2 separate regions of the Triticum aestivum genome follow, and region 2 is linked to region 1. Evidence: chromatin contacts called from public HiCAR-type data. All regions are on one chromosome and are shown on one strand. Each heading gives the region's core, a stretch centred on a gene start, on an enhancer-like site or on the middle of the called end of the contact. The rest is flanking DNA. Distances are from core to core; before and after follow the strand shown.

Region 1 (7,045 bases), core at 4,146-6,645:
AGGGATGGATGGAGCGAAGACTTTTTACATGCCGGCAGTTAATACGGCCGGCCTCTGCTCCTGCCGTTGCTTCGAACGCTTCCTCCTCCTCCTTCTGCTTCCCCTGTGGTGTGGTGAATTTTTTAGTCGGATCAAGTCACCGCCATAAAGAAGGCCCACGTCGGGGGGCCGAGATTTACCACTCCCACCCACACCCACACCCACACCCACTGTTCTCTCTCTCCACTGCACCCACGAAGCGCAGACGCGTGCTCCACGTAGCCACAGAGACACACACAGAGAAGAGAGAGAGCAAAAAAAGATTAAGAAAGAATAGACAAAATGGAGGAGAGGAGCAAAATGCAAAAGGGGTGTTGGAAACGAACGCCGAGCCGAGGTGTTCGTTCGTTGTTATAAAGCCGCAACTTGTTCCCTTCCCCCTCCCTCCCAATCTGCCTGCGCTCCCTCCCTCATCACTCTCCCCCCTCCCCGCCGGCGGCTGACCTTTCTCTCTGCCGTCGCCTACGAGCTAGGAGGAGTAGGCTACGGGTGAGCGATAGCCCGCAGCTCTGTCCCGCCATTACTCCTCCCTCGTAACAGAGGAAGCAGAGAGCAGAGGAGGCGGAGAAGGGCCGGGAAAGAGCACGCCGGCAGGCAGAGAGTAATTCTGCGGCCGTACCTTCACCCGGGCGGCGCGGCGGCCACCACCACCACGCTCCTAGGCTCCTAGCTAGCTACCGTAGCTACGAGCGAGCCAGCCAGCCAGCAGAGAGCCCACTCCTGCATCAATCGCACAGTAAATTCCGGCGCGCCCTGCATTCACTGCCCCGTCCGTCCGTCCGGCCGGCCAAATCTTTTCCCCTGCTCCTCCTCCTCCTCGCGAGAAAAGGTTCGTCTCTCTTCTCTTCTCTTCTCTTCTCTTGGTGCCGGCGTTTCAGAGGCTGCCGCCGCCCCCGTTTCGTTTTATATTGGCCTCCTCCTGCCCTCGTATTGGGCGGAGGGTCTGCCTGTGCTGTCCTCCTGGATCTTGATCCCTCTGCTCTGCTCCGTCCGTACACAGCACACAGCAAAGCACAGCGCAGCGGAGCCGCGTGGTGAGAGGACGGGAGGATGGTGCCGCGCGAGCATGGGGACGAGGCCATCGTGGCGGACGGGCACGGCAAGGAGGAGGAGGTCGGGGTGATGGGCGTGAGCAGCGGCGGCGCGGACGGCGACGAGGAGCAGCACGGCGGCGGCGGCGGCAAGTTCAGCGTCGCCAGCTTCCTCTGGCACGGCGGCTCCGTGTGGGACGCCTGGTTCAGCTGCGCCTCCAACCAGGTATGTACCATGTCTGTCTTCCTGAGCGTCGATCGCCATGACGTTGAAGAAGAAGAAGATGATTGACTGATGATGAACGGAACGGGATGGGATGTTGGTTGCAGGTGGCGCAGGTGCTGCTGACGCTGCCCTACTCCTTCTCGCAGCTGGGGATGCTCTCGGGCATCCTGCTGCAGCTCTTCTACGGCTTCCTCGGCAGCTGGACCGCCTACCTCATCAGCGTCCTCTACGTCGAGTACCGCTCCCGCAAGGAGAAGGAGGGCGTCAGCTTCAAGAACCACGTCATCCAGGTACCCACCCCCTGCCCCTTCCTGCAATCCATGGCGTGCTCCCCTCCCTCTTCTTCGCTAACGGTTTGCAGTTCCCGGCCGGCTTCGTCAAACGGGCACGCCTTTCTGTCGGCTGCAAAAATACGAAAATGCTCTCCCTTTTTCAGCGAAAAAATTAATCAAAAACGTCCCTGCTTAGCCTCACGCGTTAGATATGCAGTCTCCTCATCCTCAAGTTGCTTGTCGAAGGAAAAGTGTGAACTGCAAGTCTGCAAATGCAGCGGGCAGAGTGCCTTCCTTAATCCTCCCCTTTTAGTCGCAAAACCAGACCCACATTTGCCCCCAAGTAGTAATCACTATGCTTAATGGTTAAAGCATGACAGTACGCATGTACTGGAAACATGGTGAGGAGTAACTGTGGTTGATTAATGGCGAAGAAAGGAAGAATTACTAATCATGAAGCTGCGATGTTGACCTCCCTTCGCAGTGGTTCGAGGTGCTGGACGGGCTGCTGGGCCCGTACTGGAAGGCGGCCGGGCTGGCCTTCAACTGCACCTTCCTCCTCTTCGGCACGGTCATCCAGCTCATCGCCTGCGCCAGGTCAGTCCGTCGCCCTCACTGTGCGCCCAGCTCAGTAGCTGAGATTTAATTAATTTATTTATTTTAACTTGGTACAGTAACATCTACTACATCAACGACCGGCTGGACAAGCGGACGTGGACGTACATCTTCGGCGCCTGCTGCGCCACCACCGTCTTCATCCCGTCCTTCCACAACTACCGGATCTGGTCCTTCCTGGGCCTGGGCATGACCACCTACACGGCCTGGTACCTGGCCATCGCCGCGCTCATCAACGGCCAGGTGGAGGGCGTCACCCACACCGGCCCCAACAAGCTCGTCCTCTACTTCACCGGCGCCACCAACATCCTCTACACCTTCGGCGGCCACGCCGTCACCGTGTGAGTAAATTATTATACGCTCATCTCTTCAGTAAGTAAATTAGTAGTGCTCTGAAGAAGAAGAAGAAGAAGAAGAAGAAGAAGAAGAAGAAGAAGAAGAAGAAATAGGGCGGTGAGCTTTCCGCCGGGCCGCAGCTTTTGCCCGGCGATCGGGAGGACATGTCTGGATTGGAAACCCGGCTCTAGCTTCCATTCCGATGGTCCCCCGTCCCCGGTCCATGGTACTTGCCGCAGCAGCTGCAGCACCACACTAACACTAATGTACTCTCCACAGTGGTAGCATAAGTTAATCTTGATTAACTTACTGAGCAAGATTGTAGCTTTGCATCTAGCCAGCCCCATCCATCCACCCCGTGGGGCGGCACGGATCCCGATGCACAGCCAGGGGCACTTAAAAACTTCCATCTAGGCCGTGGTGGTGGGAACCGGCCTCCTTTGGTTTAGGGTTAGCTTAGCTTAGCTTAGCTAGCTTGCGGCCATGAGTGAGTCCTGGTGCGCTCATGTGCGGTGATGCATCCAAAAGGTCCTCCCTGCCGGTACTAGCACCCACTCACTCACACACACATGAACATGATACAGTCTAGTCTAGAGGAGGGGGGAAAAGAATTGGGGCGCGGTGTATTTTAGATCTCCGGCCACCATGCATTAGACTAGAGCCCTTTATTCCCATTGCTCCTCTGCCTCCGCGATTACTTAACTACTAATCAAAACTTGATTGGATCATTGGTGTTTCCTGGTAGCTAGCTAGCTTAGCCATGATTTGAGGCCATGCGCGGGGGAATAATTAGCGTCGTCTTCGTCACTGAGTGCGGCGTTCAAACACCCTGGTCGCTGCTCGCTAGTGGCCGCCGTTGGGCCGGAGATTTGAACCGTTTTTATTATATTAATAGTAATCTCCTCCTACCAGCAGCAGCTTCGGCGACCAGGCCACTACTGTGCAGCATTATTATTATTATTATTAAGCAGTAGCAGGAGATGCATTTTAGTTCTAGATACATTCATTTCTGCGACAAGTAATTTAAAACGGAGGGAGTAGTTGCCTACTATGCAGCTAATGGTGGCGTAAAAACGAGAAAGCTTTGTGGTAGTAGTATTGATGGAAGTGAGTGAAAGAAAAGGACGGGCCATGGCTGGTTGCACTGAACTGAATTGAATTCAGCTAGTGCGGAGCTCACATCAAGATATGCAATCCCGTCCTGGGCGGACCGGGACGTGCGTGAATGTTGCGGCACATCGTCATCGTCATCTGCTGGCGATGATTCCGTTCCGCTCATCTTGCCATCATCTCGACGTTTTGCTTAGCCCAGTGGGGTGAGGGGGACGCAGACCTACTGCTGCTGCTGCCGCCGCTTTAACCAGAAGTTTCGTCGCAAAGAGAAAGATCCCGTGGTGAATTTTCCACTCTGTTCGTTTCTGATCTCCGGCAAGTTCGAAGTCCGGTTAGGTGGTTGCTGCAACTTGTTGGGAGTGGAGTGGAGTGGCATGATTAAATTGATTGATTGTTAGGCGATTGGTAGGAGTATATATAATCTGCAACGGACTTATTTGGTCGTATTTGTCGGGATCCTCTATTATTTGACCGGCTGGCGCGTGCACGCATGTGTTGGTGAGTGAGTGAGCGGAAGCTCGCCCGGCAGATTCCCCCTGCCGCCCCGATCGATCTTCTTCTTTGCAGCCCAACTGCCCACTGCGTGATTAGGAAGGAAGAAGCCTTCTTTTCCGTGTCATCTGACCAACAAACTCAACAACGCATGCATGTGCAGAGGCCGTTTTGTCCGTTAATTTCCTACTACTTGTGTCATTTCATTTATATAAACAGTCGTTTGTCAATAATGGCGGTGATGCTAATGTTGGTTTGCATGGGCATTGGGCAGGGAGATCATGCACGCGATGTGGAAGCCGGCCAAGTTCAAGTACATCTACCTGCTGGCGACGCTGTACGTGTTCACGCTGACGCTGCCGTCGGCGTCGGCCATGTACTGGGCGTACGGGGACGAGCTGCTGGCGCACGCCAACGCCTTCTCGCTGCTGCCCAAGACGGCGTGGCGGGACGCGGCGGTGATCCTCATGCTCATCCACCAGTTCATCACCTTCGGCTTCGCCTGCACGCCGCTCTACTTCGTGTGGGAGAAGGTGATCGGCATGCACGACACCAAGAGCGTCTGCCTCCGCGCCCTCGCCAGGCTCCCCATCGTCGTCCCCATCTGGTTCCTCGCCATCATCTTCCCCTTCTTCGGCCCCATCAACTCCGCCGTCGGCGCCCTCCTCGTCAGCTTCACCGTCTACATCATCCCCGCCCTCGCCCACATGCTCACCTACCGATCCGCATCCGCCCGCGCCGTAAGCCTCCTTTACTCCTTCACTCTTCTCTATCTATCTATACTACATGCATTGCATTTCTTTTTCTTTTCTTTTCTTTTTTTGCATCGAGGAGGATCATACTGTGCTGTACTATAGCTTTTAGAAGAAGCTTAATTAGCATGTTCTTGCTAGTGAATGCGTGATGCTGCCGTGCGCCTAATTTCTTTCAGATCACTGTAGGAAGAGTACTGGTACCACTGCCTTTTCTTCCTTTATTAGATTAGATTAGGGATCCGACCAATGATTGCCAGTAGGATCGTCGATCGATCATCAAGGATGGGATGAGTGAGGCCGTGCATTGCCAGCTCCAGCTGCATGCATGCATGGCCCGGTTCGCTGCTCTTGGTAGCACCACTGCACCACTAGTCCCAGTACCACATCCACGGTCTGGTCCATGGCGCATCAACAGTGCATGGCCCGATTCATCCATGGTCCATGCATGGCGCATCAACAGTGCCCCGAATGCAACGCAACGCGCATCGGAGGCAGAGGGACGTGCAATGGAATAGATAGTGGAGATCCGTGCACGTACCGCATGCACTGTTGACTGCACGGCCCCAGGGTGGCCCCGCCTCCTGCTTAGGAGCGGCACTGCTCCTACCACGAAGAATCCCCAATCATTGAGCCCGGCCAACGACCACATTAATCCGCCCCGACAACGATTTGGATCCTCGATCCCTCTCCCTCTCCCTCTCCTCCGTCCGTCCGTTGGTTCGGCCGTCGCTGCTGTGGATGGATAGCTGCTACGGCATGGCGAATGGCGCTTAGCCATCGCCGTACCGGTGGTGCGTGTCAGTTCCAAGGGTTGGTGCCCCGAATGAGGAGGTCTCCCCCATGTTTAGTGTACCATCCTACATATGGCCCATCCCGTAGGTGAGCCTGCCTGAATGCAGCAGCTGTAGCTGGTCCCTCCCCGGCCGCACAGGAGCAGAGGGCCGATCGTGGGCTCGCCGCCGGCCGGGCCGGTATAGATAGCAACCGTTGACATGGAGGTGTCGGGATCTCCTGTTGCTTTGGGCACGAGTCCCCGGAAGCTAGCCGGGCTACCAGGCGCGCCGGTCGCCGTCGCGGCGTTGGCCTGGCGCGTCTGGACTCTCACTGGCTTTTCGCACGGGTGATGGATGGATAGATAGCATGCGGCGCCGCTGGAGACGGACGTCGACCGATGGGGATATCGTGGCGTGGGTTGCGGGGTCCCTTTCTTTCCCGCTCGATTCCTTCCTTTTCCTCCAGCTTTGCGAGAGAGAAATCGAATGTGGTTTCCTGTACGGATGATAGATCATAGATAGAGAACACGCACAACGTTTCTTTTTGTGTGTGTGCAGCAGCGCAGTGGCTCCGTTCCATGCATCCATCATCCATTTTGTTGTGCATGTTGGTAGTAAATTATGCTCTGTGTTTTACTGATGATTTGTGATCGTTTTGCAACGACTGAACAGAACGCGGCGGAGAAGCCGCCCTTCTTCCTGCCGAGCTGGACGGGGATGTTCGTGCTCAACGCCTTCATCGTGGTGTGGGTGTTCGTGGTCGGCTTCGGGCTGGGAGGCTGGGCCAGCATGGTCAACTTCATCCGCCAGATCAACACCTTCGGCCTCTTCGCCAAGTGCTACCAGTGCCCCAAGCCCGGCGGCGCCGCCGTCGCCCCGGGCCCCTCGGCGTTGCACCACTAGCCCCCTCGCCGTCGCCCGGGAGCGTGACGCCGCCATGCCACCGGCCGGCGGGAAGCCCGCAAGGAGAAGCCCGAGAAGCTTCCCTCTCCCGGCACGGCGGATCCTCCAGTACTGTTGCTTGTTAGGTTTTGGTCGCCTTGTAACATACAAGCCTCGCCTCTCCTCTCCTAGGGTGTCCGTCAGTGTCACACCGCACCGTAGTAGAACATGAGGGTGGCCGGGTCCCTAAGACCCGTTGGGAGTACGTACGTACGTGTCCGTGTGTTTGTGTTTGGCTTGGCTTGGCTTGGCTTGCCCCGCCCAATATATATGTGATGGTCGTCATGGCTTATAAGATTTGCATGCAGCTCCTGGGACAATTCCATACGACGATGAATTGAATTGACGATGCTATTAACATAACATAGCACTACTATCCTCTAGGGTTGTCGATCAGTTTCTTTCATCTTCTTTTTTCATTCACTCTCTCCCCCGCTGGATCGAAGTGTAT
Region 2 (6,739 bases), core at 4,024-6,523, 240 kb before region 1:
CCATTAACCTTCCATTTCTCTCAACATGTAAGCATTCAGCATGCACATGCATGAGAAAATGTCCACCACAACAGTTAGATAAATGTTTCTATTAGTTTTGGGTTTTGATGTTGTCTCTGATAATAACCATTTTTGGTTGTTTAGCAGTCAAATTGTAGATTTGCTGTCGCTGTTTAAACTTTTAAACTAAACATTCGCATTTTGTAGTTAGTACAAGGTTTTGTTCTGTGAAAAATGCTTTACTAATATATTTGTGCTTCTGCAGGAGACTCAGTCTATACCTCCGTTTCGAGAGAAAAATAGCCTGAGAGGCAAATCTATGAAACACTATACTCTTACAACAGGTTATGCATGTGCAAAGGTAATTGCTCCTACCATCATGTTTAACATAAAACTGTATTGATTACTTCTGGATTTTGTTCACTTCTGTAACTTTTAATATTTCACATTAATGTTACACTCCCATCATGTTTAACATAAAACTGTATTAATTACTTATAGTATGACTGTATGAGACCCATTATGAGTTGTCTTATTGCAGGGGTCTCTGTTCGAACGCAAGCCAGAGAATGCCTCTGCCACCATTAACTCCTTCACAGGGTTGGTTGCATAATTCCAATTGCTAGATATTTGTTGGCTCTTCGTCACTCTTAATTCCCTACCATCTTTGGTGGTTCCTGAAGCCTTTCTATCTCATGCTATTATTGGCATTTTTTGAGTTTGTACAAATATTTTCACAACTCTAGGAAATCTTGATGCCAAAAGAGCTGTTAGTCAGTTCTTATGCAATCGCCCATTTGCCTGATGACAACTTTTGAGTGCCTGTAGCACCTGCCTGATCAGAAGAAACCATTCGTGAAAGAAGAACTCCAAAAGCTTGCCGCTGAATGGCCAACAAAGGTGATGAAAAGGCAGAAGAAAGATGACATGAAGAGGAAGGTGAGATTGATATAGACGATCTTTGGTTCCATTGTAAGTAGTCTGTAGCTCCTGGCAGGATTATTTTCACCTCGCGACTCTAGTCACTAGCTTATATACTCCAGCCTATATGTTCCCACACCGTTCTTGTAGTACGAAAGATCACTGGGTACCTGAAAAATACATTGATATCTGCATCCGACTAGTAACAAAATCCCTACATATTCCATGCAATGTAGGAAGCTTTGACCCCTCAGCCTGAAGCAGTGTACGAGAAGGAACACCGCTGCTGGATTGCTCGGCGCCAGTTATAAATCTTGCAAAGTTTGTTGCACTTTGCCATTTCTCATGTGTAATCCCAATCTACCATTTAATTTTTTTGCATTTGCAATTGGCCTCGAAAAATACCACTCTAATTGATCTGGCTGCTGAAGGAAGAAGATGGAGATATATCGTTATCCATGGAGAAGCTTAGAGAAATTTAAAACATTCAAGGCTGTCAGTGGTATTGGCATTCTCAAAATGTTTTCAGCTAGTACAAGAATAACAGGTGCAGGTTGTTGTGTTAATCATGCCGCTAACTCTCTCCTGTGTCAATCTAGTTGTAACGATTGTCTTGGGCTCTTGACATTGATATTTCTCTCGTGTTGCTCTTCCTGTAGGATCAAAGTTATCGACAAAGGGGGTGAATGAGAGATTTTAACAAATTCTTCAAAAATATGAAATACTTAGGTATACTGAAAAATAATGATGGCTATAAAGCAGTTCTGAGGAATTTTAGTCGTACGTGAAATAGAGAAACTTAGAGGCATGCAACAAAACTACCAAGTATGAATCAAAACGGTAGAATAGGAGTTGTGCATTTTGAATATCCAATTCTTCATACCGAAGAATAGAGGCAAAACGGTATGAATCATGCATCCACAAAAAGTAACAGGCCTGAACCATTTTAGGGCGATCCTTTTGTGCCATCGGATTTTCTTCACGAGGATTCCAGTTTGGTGACATTTTGTGCCGCGAATACTATATCTCGCTTACAGCGAGTATAGCAGCCATCTCGCCTGAAAAGTGCGGGCATATGGCCCCTTAGTGCAACTTGTTCGTGTCGCTATAGTTTGCTCTGCTCTAGTTTTTTAAGGATTTTTTTACCTTTTCCTTTCTTTTTCATCTTTTTTTTCACTCGTTTTCTTCCTTACTTTCATGGTCTTCACTGATTTTTTTTCTTTATTTCCTTTGGTTTTTTATTTCTTTCTTGGTTTTCTCCGGTTTTCTTGTTTTCTTTGTTTCTTTTTTTGTTTTCTTTGTTTTATTCTTTTTTTCCTTTTCTTTGTTTTATATTTTTTTCCCTTTTTTAAACGCATGTCTACATTTTTCTTACACCATGTACATTTTTCGTATACATCAAGAACATTATTTAAATACATGTTTAATATTATTCTAAATACATGATTAATATTTTTTAAAATATATGTTTTGATGTCTATTGTTGTCAAATATATTGTTTTCATATACACTGCATGGTATACATCTAAATATTTTTAATACACATGATTAACATTTTTAAAATATATGTTTTGATCTCTACTTTTTTCGTACACATTGTACATTTTTGGTATACATATGAAACGATATTTTTACACATTTTAACATTTTCCAAATACATTATTAACATTTCGTTTTAATTATACGTTTTGATGCCTATTGCTTTCATACATATTTTACATATTTTGTATGTATTTTAAAAATATTTTTATACATATTTATCATTTTTCATATACATGATTACATTTTTAACTATAATTTTTATGTCTGCTTTTTTCGTACACATTGTAAATTTTTTGTATACAAACCAAACATTTTTATACACATTTTAACATTTTTCAAATACATTAATAACATTTTGTTTTCAAATATATGTTTTGATGCCAATTGTTTTCATACGCATTTTACATGTGTGGTATATTTTTAAAATATATTTTTATACATGTTTAACATATTTCATATACATGATTAACATTTTTCTAAATATAAGCTTCGATGTCTACTTTTTATATGCATCAGGAAAAAATATTAAACACGTTTAACATTTTTATTGAATTACATGAACATGTTGTACATAGTATAAACATATTTTAGATTTTTTTAAGTGGGTGAACATTTTTAAAATGACAAGACATTTTTTTAAAGCTATCAACATTTTTTAAGTTACGCTAGCAAAACAATTACACCCCATTAAGTTTTTTTGAGTTCTCCATTTTCCTTGAAGTAAGTATGATATTTTTCAGTTCAAAAATAAAAATAAAATTTTTAAAACGAGAAAAAGAAGAAAAAAAGAATGACAAGCAACTGTAGCGAACGAGCGAATGCAGCGAAGAGCTGATATGGTGGCCCACTATTACCTCTTTTCAGGCGATCACGTACCCGTTTTGTGCTGGCCATTTTGTTGTAAAAACAGGCCGGTAACAAATGGGCTAAGATGTGAGCCCATTTAGAATAGCACATCCGTGTGCCTCAGTACTAAATCACCTCAAAAAAGAAAAAGGAAGAATAGTACTCTCTTGACTCTGAAGGTAGACTGTAGTATGTTCATATTGAAATTTAATGACTACACCTCACGTATCCCAAGAATTGGCCTCGCGCTGCCGTACTAAGGCCCCGTTCGGATTCCCTCCCACTCCCCAACTCCGCTCCGGAGCGGAGTGACATGCAGCTATAATCTGAGGAGTGGCTAGAATGGCGCTCCACGCGCTCCACTCCGCAGTGGGGGAGTGGACGGTTGCCGAACAGTGCCTAAACCTTTGTCTTAACATCATAACATAACATCATGCCAAACCAGACTTAGTGAAAGGCAACACTATCCTGGCAGGAAAGGCAATATGGCATATGTTGCATCGAAGAGACCTCATCAAAGCAGAACATTACTCTAGGTAGTTGCTGATATATATACCCATCTACTAGAAAGTAGAAAGCCGGCTGTTTCCTTCACGTTAGCTGAAGAGCTAGCGTAGCACCAGTAGGAAACATGGGCGGTAATAAAGAGTAAAGAGAAGAGATAAGGGGAATGAAAGGCAGGGGATCAATTAGTGAGAAGTAGCCACCGCTACCGCTACGTCCGCCGGCTCAGGTTAGGTTAGGTGCGGTGCGGATGGACGGGAATAGATGCCGGTCGACGTCAGGACGCAGTGTCTGCCGCCCGCAAGTCCCGACGAGCCCCGCCACCGGGTTGGATTGGCCGAGGCCATCATCGCCTCCATGATCACAGCTCAGATTCACTCGCCCGATGCCCCCTAGAAGCACTCCTAGGACGGATCGACGGCTTCGACTGGAAACGACGGCCACTGTTGTCATCCCGATCATGTTCCTCGGTACCCCTACTGCTACCACACCGTGCGTGCCTCTTCCACTGCCACCTGAATCCGGAGCCCCACTCCCGACTCCACAGCTGCACATCAGAAAGCGCAGAAACGCGGCGCTTTTCCAAAAGTTTCCAAAAGGACAAAGGCGCGCTTTCTAGCCCCGCCCCAGACCTTTTTCCAGGTTTTTCCAAGTCCAAAACCCTAGAAAACGGTGAAAACCCCCCTCCGGGAGCCCGAAGGTCAAAGCGCCGCACTTGTGGTTTGTTTACTCGTGACAGGCAGGCAGGCCGTGCGCCACGCCGCACCAGCCTGTTCCTGAGAGCTGCGAGACGCATCGTCGGAGAGAGTCTTCAGTCAGAGATGGGGGAAGAGCTTGCTGTGGGTGGGCCGGATGGGGATGGTTGAGCGGCAGAATCCGCCGGTGCCCGTCCAAAACCCCGTTAATAATGGGCGCCATGATTGCCCAGATCGGTCGACCGATCCGTCGTCGCTGCTGCTGCTGCTTGTGCTGCTCGTGCGCCTTGCTTTCGCAGGCCAACAGTGGCTCTCAGGCTCCCCATGCCGTATCCGGCTCGCACTGTGCCGCTGCCGTCGTACTCTACTCTACTATACTCGCTGCCTGGCGAGTGGCGAGACAGCGTCTGGGCCGGGGGATCCCGTCGCCATGCGGCCAGCGCTCGTTTGGGCCCGCCGCGGCGAGGCTGGCGCTCGTTCGTTCCTTCCGGGAAGCCGGCCATCGCGGAACAGCGGGAGATGGACGCCCGGTCGCCGGCTCCACGGTGACACCCCATCGCTGATCCGCAGCAACAGTGACGTCGCCGGCGGGACGACGATGGGCACGAGGGCGGGCGCCCACCGCACGGATGTTCGTCCACACGCGCGATGCTCTGTCACGGTCCGACGGACGGACGGAGGGAGGGACCCCGCCACCCCGACATCTCCATCCCATCCCGTGCGCCTGTAGCGCACCGCACGGGCCGCGCATCCTGGCCGTTTGATCCCAGACCGCGACGCTCGACAGACACCGATCGGCCCATGTGCACGCTCGGGTCGTGTGGCGCGGGGACTCCCATCACGCTGCGCGCCAAGGCCCCCATCAGTCGTCTGCTTGGTGCTTTGCCCGTTGGAGCCGTCCGCTCGAGCGACCCCCGGCCTCTCTTCTCCACCGGCACCATCATTGGACATCAAGAGAAAACGGACGCTCAACCCATGGAGTCCAAGCACTCGAGACCGCATCGATTTTCCGCCGCTTGCTTCTGCCGCACTGCATGCGGTACAAGATTTTCATCACCTGCAAGCCTTCTCTCGTGTAATTATGCCCACCCCGACAGAGCACACATGGCAGTCGGTCGGTCGTCGCAGCCCGCAGAAGCGTCTGAGATAGCGTTCAAAATCTTTCATTGTATATGCGGTGATTTGTGAACAGTTTGTCAAAAGATTCGCGGCGTGGTTGCCGGTCGCTCTTGAGAGGGCAGACAGTGACGCGGGCCGATTGTAGTTAGAGGCCAAGCCGCCAAGGTGATGGGGATTTTTAATGGTGAGTCCCCGTAGGGCAATCTAGCCTACTGATTTTTCTTTTTTGGCTGAGAACATGCTCGACTTTGGTCTGTAGCTAGCTGTTAAATTAGTCGTCCTATCTTGATCGGTAGGCCTAAGACTATTGGCCATTGCGTCATAAGCCATTGAATAACTTGGCAAGCTGCATGGGCTCTGCTCATTTCTAAGTCGGACGACCATGCGGCCATTCCACAAATCTTCCTCTCCTTTGTCCTTTCGTTCTTGGAGAGTCGTCATGTGTGCAATCGCTATATAAGTTACGAAGAGTGCATCATCTCTACTCTTATAAAAAAAAGAGTTGATGATGATGGTGTGCCTGCCATCCTGCAATATAGATCGTCCGAGATATATCTGACGCATAGGAAGAAAAATTATGGCAAAGTTTGTAGAAGGATAGCCGCACCCCTCTCCACATTTGCAGATAAGGCATTTCCTCGTTCATCCTTATCTCCCATAAGATAAACTACTCATATAAATGCACCTTGATGTTCCGTGCAACGCACGGACATCTTGCTAGTAATAATACGAATGTTGCCGAGGCACTGCACCAACTAAGAGTTCCCATAGAGTACTCTCCAAAATTTCTTGCAGGCCAGCCCCGCTTATCATTGATTACAACGTTTCTTCCCCAATTCCCCACCTAAAGTTGCAACTAAGAGCATCTCTAGCAAATCCGGTATGCGCCCGTCCATCAAAAACAGTATAAGGGCGCATGTAAAACTTTTTTGCGGTACTGTGAACCCTCCGGTGGAACAGCTCCAGTAAACTTGTCTAGCAAATGTTTTGAGGGACGTGTTTACGAATTCTGTTCCGCGTCAGGGGCCCGCGGTACCGCAAAAAAAGAACCATAGCACAAATTTTGACAAGTGTTTGCATTTGAATAGATGAAAATGATTATATATACATCA

Evidence for each region. HiCAR-type assays count read pairs that join an accessible place to other places.
Region 2: a HiCAR-type map of leaf shows a contact between it and region 1, with 8 times the contacts expected there. The contact joins two enhancer-like sites. A contact is called at or near these places in 5 of 5 Hi-C or Micro-C datasets (leaf, root and an unstated tissue) and 1 of 1 datasets of contacts at active chromatin or transcription factors (leaf).

The regions. Positions count from the first base shown.
Region 1 is chr3A:620,527,056-620,534,100 of IWGSC CS RefSeq v2.1, reverse strand. It overlaps LOC123062642 (auxin transporter-like protein 1), which reads left to right and starts at 415. Exons shown (of 7, transcript XM_044486242.1): 1 at 415-868; 2 at 1,040-1,296; 3 at 1,401-1,586; 4 at 2,053-2,165; 5 at 2,243-2,524; 6 at 4,399-4,864; 7 at 6,325-6,891. The coding sequence starts at 1,090. The coding sequence ends at 6,555. Within about 2 kb of position 5,395, at least 5 of the 8 cell types and tissues checked have an H3K27ac peak or open chromatin away from gene starts, as enhancers often do.
Region 2 is chr3A:620,771,590-620,778,328 of IWGSC CS RefSeq v2.1, reverse strand. LOC123062643 (E3 ubiquitin-protein ligase BRE1-like 1) reads left to right here. Exons shown (of 18, transcript XM_044486246.1): 17 at 266-361; 18 at 542-628. The coding sequence ends at 613. Among protein-coding and RNA genes, the nearest start is that of LOC123062643, 15 kb to the left of the region's middle. Within about 2 kb of position 5,273, at least 5 of the 8 cell types and tissues checked have an H3K27ac peak or open chromatin away from gene starts, as enhancers often do.